2 separate regions of the Mus musculus genome follow, and region 2 is linked to region 1. Evidence: chromatin contacts called from public HiChIP or PLAC-seq data. All regions are on one chromosome and are shown on one strand. The core of a region is the stretch at or near the end of the contact, and the rest is flanking DNA. Distances in the headings are between cores, read along the strand shown. Region 1 overlaps Ern1 (endoplasmic reticulum (ER) to nucleus signalling 1). Region 2 holds the start of Ern1 (endoplasmic reticulum (ER) to nucleus signalling 1).

The links. HiChIP or PLAC-seq counts read pairs in DNA pulled down with a chosen protein or histone mark.
Region 2: an H3K4me3 HiChIP or PLAC-seq map of the 230-238 cell line shows a contact between it and region 1, with 47 read pairs. The contact joins the promoter of Ern1 here to the enhancer-like site in region 1. A contact is called at or near these places in 20 of 39 promoter capture datasets (the 3T3-L1 cell line, 3T3-L1-derived adipocytes, the C10 cell line and 12 more), 2 of 15 datasets of contacts at CTCF or cohesin (CD8 T cells and large pre-B cells), 115 of 484 Hi-C or Micro-C datasets (the 3T3-L1 cell line, 3T3-L1-derived adipocytes, B cells and 76 more), 42 of 115 datasets of contacts at active chromatin or transcription factors (the 230-238 cell line, CD8 T cells, DN3 thymocytes and 31 more) and 5 of 9 other capture datasets (adipose tissue, bone marrow-derived macrophages, liver and 2 more).

What each region holds. Positions count from the first base shown.
Region 1 is chr11:106,429,185-106,432,028 of GRCm38.p6, forward strand. All of the region lies in intron 4 of Ern1 (endoplasmic reticulum (ER) to nucleus signalling 1), which reads right to left. Among named protein-coding and RNA genes, the nearest start is that of Icam2, 48 kb to the left of the region's middle. Within about 2 kb of position 1,382, at least 46 of the 459 cell types and tissues checked have an H3K27ac peak or open chromatin away from gene starts, as enhancers often do. A contact at or near this core is called in the 230-238 cell line, CD4 single positive thymocytes, CD8 T cells and 18 more, where this site is marked.
Region 2 is chr11:106,486,306-106,489,149 of GRCm38.p6, forward strand. Ern1 (endoplasmic reticulum (ER) to nucleus signalling 1) reads right to left here and starts at 1,491. Exons shown (of 22, transcript NM_023913.2): 1 at 1,312-1,491. The coding sequence starts at 1,371.

The DNA of each region.
Region 1 (2,844 bases), core at 132-2,631:
TGTTACCCAGTTCTTGTAAAAGCAGAGGAGCACATTGCAGATGGGGTCTCTTGCTGGAACCTAAGTAGGAGGTCCTGGGCTTCCACATGGACTTCCAACAGCCTCTGGTTCCCTCCATCTTTGAACTCTGTACACCAACTCATTTATTTGACACAGGATGTACAGGTCCCTCGGGTCTCCTGTCAGGTATTCCCTGAGGGTGCCATAAACCTTTTCTAAGATCACACAAATATGAAGAGTTACAGTCATGGCTTTTTTTTTTTTTAATTGAGACACAGTTCCTCTGTGTAATAACCCTGACTTTCTTGGAACTCCCTCTGTAAACCAGGCTGGCCTCAATCTCACAGAGATCCATCTGCCTCTGCCTCCTGGGTGCTAGGATTTAAAGCATGTACCACTATGCCTGGGCCCTGCCTTGGATATTTTAAGGGAGAAAGAAATCTCCTGTCTTTCAAATCTGACCCAAAGACAGCCAGGCTAGGAAGAATGGCAATGCCTTTACCATGTCATTGATGCTGAAAAGAAGCAACTTAGAAGGAAGTTCAAGCGTCAAGGGAAGGAGAAGCCATGATGGTTGCATGGGCAAAGCACAAAGGCCTGAATTTTGGTGTTTTCTTCAGTAAGTAGCCTTTGGGTTATAAAAAGGAAGTTATGGTAGGTGCTGGGAAAAGAAACTCCCAACGTTTCAACACATTTCATCATAAACTGCTTCTTCCGAGCCCACAGCTGACCTCTGATGCCCTCCTGGCCACTGCTTGTTTTGGTGAACTTTATTTTTGGAATGGGCCCTGAAACTATGCAGATACCCACTGTTAGCTTCTACTACGCTGTGACCTTTTCTCCAAGCAAGAACAGATTTCTTGGTAGTGTTAACAAACAGAACCATAGGTAGTAATGATCTGCATTTTCCCATCATTCCAGCATTCAAACTAAACCTTAGAAAAGGGAAAACGCCAGCAGAAGGTAGCAATCCCTAGAGCTGGCAGATATTTCTGGAATCAGAAAGTCCTTGTCAGTCCAGCACTCTGGAGTCCTATGCTCCAAGACAGACACTACCGCAGCTCTGAGAGCATCCTTGGGAAGTCACATCTCCAAACACCAATCCTGTAAGCTGTGGTCTTAGTACACTCTTGACTTGTCTTTTCTATATCTCTAAAGTGATCAACACCCATGGACTAACAAGAAGTTCAAATGCAATGACTTACTCCAATCACTCCATACTATTTCTAGCAAGCAAAATGCTTAAAACACAGGTGTGTTTCATGTGCTGTGGAGAGAAACCAACACAAAGACGTGAACGGTGAAGTGCATGCAACTCACCCCCAGGCTTGCCTTTGTTCGCATCAGCCCCAGGTGCTCGAAACCTAATTTTAAAATACCCATTTGGGAGCCCACAATACACTTAAAAGTCTAGACCAAGGGTTTCCATCCTTGGCTGCACCTCAGAACCACATGAAGGCTTTTCAAACTTCCGGGTGAAGCATAACATACAAGCAGGATGGGATTCATAAACATAGCTCAGTAATTTGCAGCAAGTAAACATATCTGTCACTAACATCCTTATCAGACAGAGAGAGAGCATGTCAAGCTCTTTGGAAAGCCCCTCCCTTTGTACCCTTTTGTTGCTATTAACTCTCTGGAGTAACTTTATCTTAATTCTAAAACCAACAGAATCTATTTTGTTCAGGTTTTGAGATCTATAAAGCAAATTCTTGAGTATGTAGCCTGTTTTGTCTGTCCTATTTTGTTTGCTTGCTTGTTTTTTGAGACAGGGTTTCTCTGTGTAGACCAGGCTGGCCTCAAACTTACAGAGATCTGACTGCCTCGCTGGGATTAAAGGTGTATGCCACCTGAATGACTACCTCACAATTTATTTCTCCATTCTATTTATTGATATACTTAGTTACATTCTGCATTTTGCATAGAATAAGCAGTAGGGGGTGAATAAATGTCTGTCCTGGTTGGGTTTTGTTCTTTGTTTGTTTGTCAACTTGACATGGGCTGAAGTCATCTTAGAAGGAAACCCCAACTGAAAAAAAATATCCCCAACAGATTGGCCTGTAGGCAGACCTGTGGGGCATTTTCTTGATTAAAAGGGAAGCCCCCCTGTCCCATGGGTGGTCCCATACCTTAGTAGGTAATCCTAGAGTGTATAGGAAAGTAAACTCAGCATGCTAGGAGGTGCAAACCAGTAAGCTGCATCCCTGCATGATTTCTGCTTCAGTTTCTATCCGAGGAGCTCCTGCCTGGCCTCCCTTCAGTTCCAGAGTGGGAACTGAGAGCTGTGGAAATTAAATAAACCCTGTCCTCCCGAGTTGTTTTTGGTGCTGGTCTTCACACAGCACTAGAGACCTGGTAAGACAATGTCTTTTGGGAGAACACATCCATGTATTTCTCTTGGGCACATGCCAGGGATGGTATTACTTGGTTTTAGGTTGAAGTGGAAACTTCTAGTTCCTTTGGAAAGTCAGTTATGTCAAGTGATGTTTTGCTAGGGCACACAGGTAAGAGGATGTTTTAATATAGCAAACATATAAAAGGACCCATGATGAGTATAAATATGACCCCACAGTCAGTGGGGGATGACCACTGAGCATTGGTTTGGTTTGCTCTACCTCACTATTCTTTGATAATGACACGCATGTATTGGTTTGCCTTACATAGAATTGTTGAGCTCCATTTGTGATAAAACCACCACTGAGAGAAACCTGCCAAAGAACTCCTTGTGAGATTCACCTCAGGCCTGTTGGGGAGCCTGAGGTTTCTTCAGGATGGAACTACAGGGGCTGGTTCTTGTGTGGTGTCTGCTGCCTAGAGGACTGGTCTGCAGCTGCCGAGCTGTAA
Region 2 (2,844 bases), core at 241-2,740, 57 kb after region 1:
ATCAACCCAAGGTGAAGCGCCCAAGTTCAAAACCTGGTCCTAGTTGTGAAAAGTACATCTTTTCTTTTTAATTAGGAGAAGAAGAAGAAAACAAAACAAAAACAAAAAAACAAAAAACACCTAGGGTCTACCATGAAGAAAACGCATATAAATTTCCGTTTGGAAAAAAACAAACCAACTTGAATTTGAAAAAGTAGACCTTCTTTAATACTTCAGTAGTCTCTAAATTCTAATTTGTTATTCTGAGAGCACAGACAATTATTTACCTACAAGGCATAAGAGTTCAAAGAGTTGGCCGCGGCTGGCCCGCGGGTCTCCACACATGTCAGTCTTCCACCAGGACACCTGGTACATGATATGCCATATTAAAGGGAACACGGTACCTTCAAAGAGGTCATTAAATAGAACCAGCACAAGTGTACCATGCCCACATCCTGAAAAGTGCATTTTAAAAAAATTTTAAAGCCCCCAGTTCTTCCAACCAGAAGATGAAAATAGCCATGTCCGCCTACAAAATGTCCTCTTTAGCCAAAGTGTTCAAATCCTGAGTGGATAAAGAGTTAAATAAATATAAACCGATATTCTTCTCAAAAAAAAAAAAAAAAAAAGCGAAGACGTTTCTGACGGCCCCGCACGTGAGACAGCTTTAAGTTTTGCAGTACAACTCTGGCCCACACACCGGGTCTTTAAAAGGATCCAATGCCCACAGCTTAACTTGTTTAATGACACCTTCACTGTCTAGCAAAATTACTAGTAGGAAGCCCCCTGCCTCCGAATACAAAGAAACCTTCGGGTCAGGTAGGCAGAAACCAGCGGCGGCTGGCTAAAAACGCCGTGCCCATTCCCGGCTTCAAACGCTTTCCAAAGTCTCATTTAAAAACAAAACAAAACAAAAAACTTTCGAGTAAAGACTCAAAACTCCAGTCCACCACCCGCTTCCCCCGGCTTCGGGTGTCCATCCGCGGCCACGGCGGCAGTGCGGGCGCCCACCTGTGGAGACCGCGGGGCAGGTGGGCAGCGCGCCCAGGGCCCGGCCTTTGGGAGACAGCTCCGAGTCGCGCGCGTCCCGGGCCGTGGAGCCGCTCGCGGTCTGCCTCGGCCGCGCTGGCCCCGGAGGCGCCTCCGGAGGCGGACGCCAGTGTGTGGCCGGCCGACGCAGCTCCCACCGCCAAGCCTCCCGCAGCTGCCTCAGCCCAGGCGCCGGGCCTCCCGCCGCTGCGGCCCGGCTCGGACGCCAGCCCCCGCCACCGCGCGACTCTCCTCTGGCCGCGAGCCGGCCCGTCCCCGCACCGCACTCCCCTGGTTACTCACCCCGGGGCCGGGCGGCGGTAGCAGCAGCGCCAGCAGGAGCAACAGCCACCGGGCCGGCATGGCAGGACGTGGCCCTGACTCCGGGCCCCGCCGGCCGGTTCTGGAGCCCGCGCGAACAGAGGGCTGGACGGGGGCGCCGCAACGACAGCGCGGCACCGGCGGAGGATCGGTGGACACGGAGCTGACTGGGCGGCGGCGACACCCCCATTCCCAGCCCTATAAGTGCCTTGTGTCCCGGCTTCTTCCGGTCGGGGCGGGCTTTAGGGCGGTCCCGGGGGCGGGGGCTGTGAGAGGCGGAGTCACTGCCTGGATGGGGAGGAGCCTATGTTGTTTTGTGGGCGTGGTAAGAGTGGGAGGGTGGGGTTAGAGGCCAACGCGGTGCTAGCTTCTAGCTGCCTCCTATCCTGGGCGCTAGAAGCCGAAGACCAACTCTTGGCTTTGGGTATTTGTGGACGCTGTGCTTCTGAATGAAGAAGCTTGTTCGCAAGCCAAGGGAAAATGACATGTTGCCCCACAGGAAGTCCCACTCGCCCGATGAAGAACCCGAGGCGCCAGGCTTGCCCACAACCCTCCGTCTCCCTGCTGCCGGCCACCACTTACAAGGGTTGTCTAAGCGACCTCTAGAGCAGAGCAAGGGTTTCAGCAGCTGGCGGAAATTCGACCCTGAGACGCAGCCTTAGAGTTCACTGACGAGGGTCCTCCAGCTGTGCCTCATCCAGCCCGAAGGCCCCTTTCTTCCCTAGCCTTGCCCCTCAGGAATTCCCCGAAAGTCATGTCCAGCAGCCATCCGTTCCTCTCGGGATGAACAACAGCCAACTCATTCACCAAAAATTATAAGGAAATCATGCGGGCCTCTCGTGTCACATGTGTTTATGTGACCTTTGTAGATGTGGCCTGGTGAAGCTTGAGAGGACATGTGTCACAACTCTTTGGAGGTGGGCTGAGGACTCCAAGGTCTATTTAAGGGTGTGGATTATTAATCAGAACTAATGAGCCCAATAAGTTGTTTGGTCACTGGGTCCCAAGCTGCCCTCCTCTGAGTTGGAAGAGGGAGAACTTGTTTATAATAGGAAAGACAAAACATTCAGTGCTCAAGGAAAAAGTAGCTTATTATTCTAGTAGAAAAAGGGAGTTGCTGGGAGTGTAGTTCTGTTGGTACAGCACTTGCATAGTCTGCGAGAGAGGTACTGGGCTACATCTCCAGCCCTCCCAATATTGGATGTGTTGCCTCACACCTGAAATCCCAGCACCCTGGGGGTGGAGACAGGATCCGAAGTTCTAAGTAATCCTTGGCTACCTAGTGAGTTTGAAGCCAACCCAGATTATGTGGGGCCACGGGAGAACCGGAGCAAATTCTCTGTTTCCCCTGGCTTGCTCCTTTGACAGCCCGTTGGAATTTTCAGGTTTTTGAAGAGAAAAGGTTATCCTAGGGGGGGAAAAAACCGCAAAGAGGTAGTATATGATAGGTAGGGATTAGGGGTGTGTTGGGCTAAGGGCCCAGTCAGTATGTGCTTTGGGTCAACTCTATCCAAT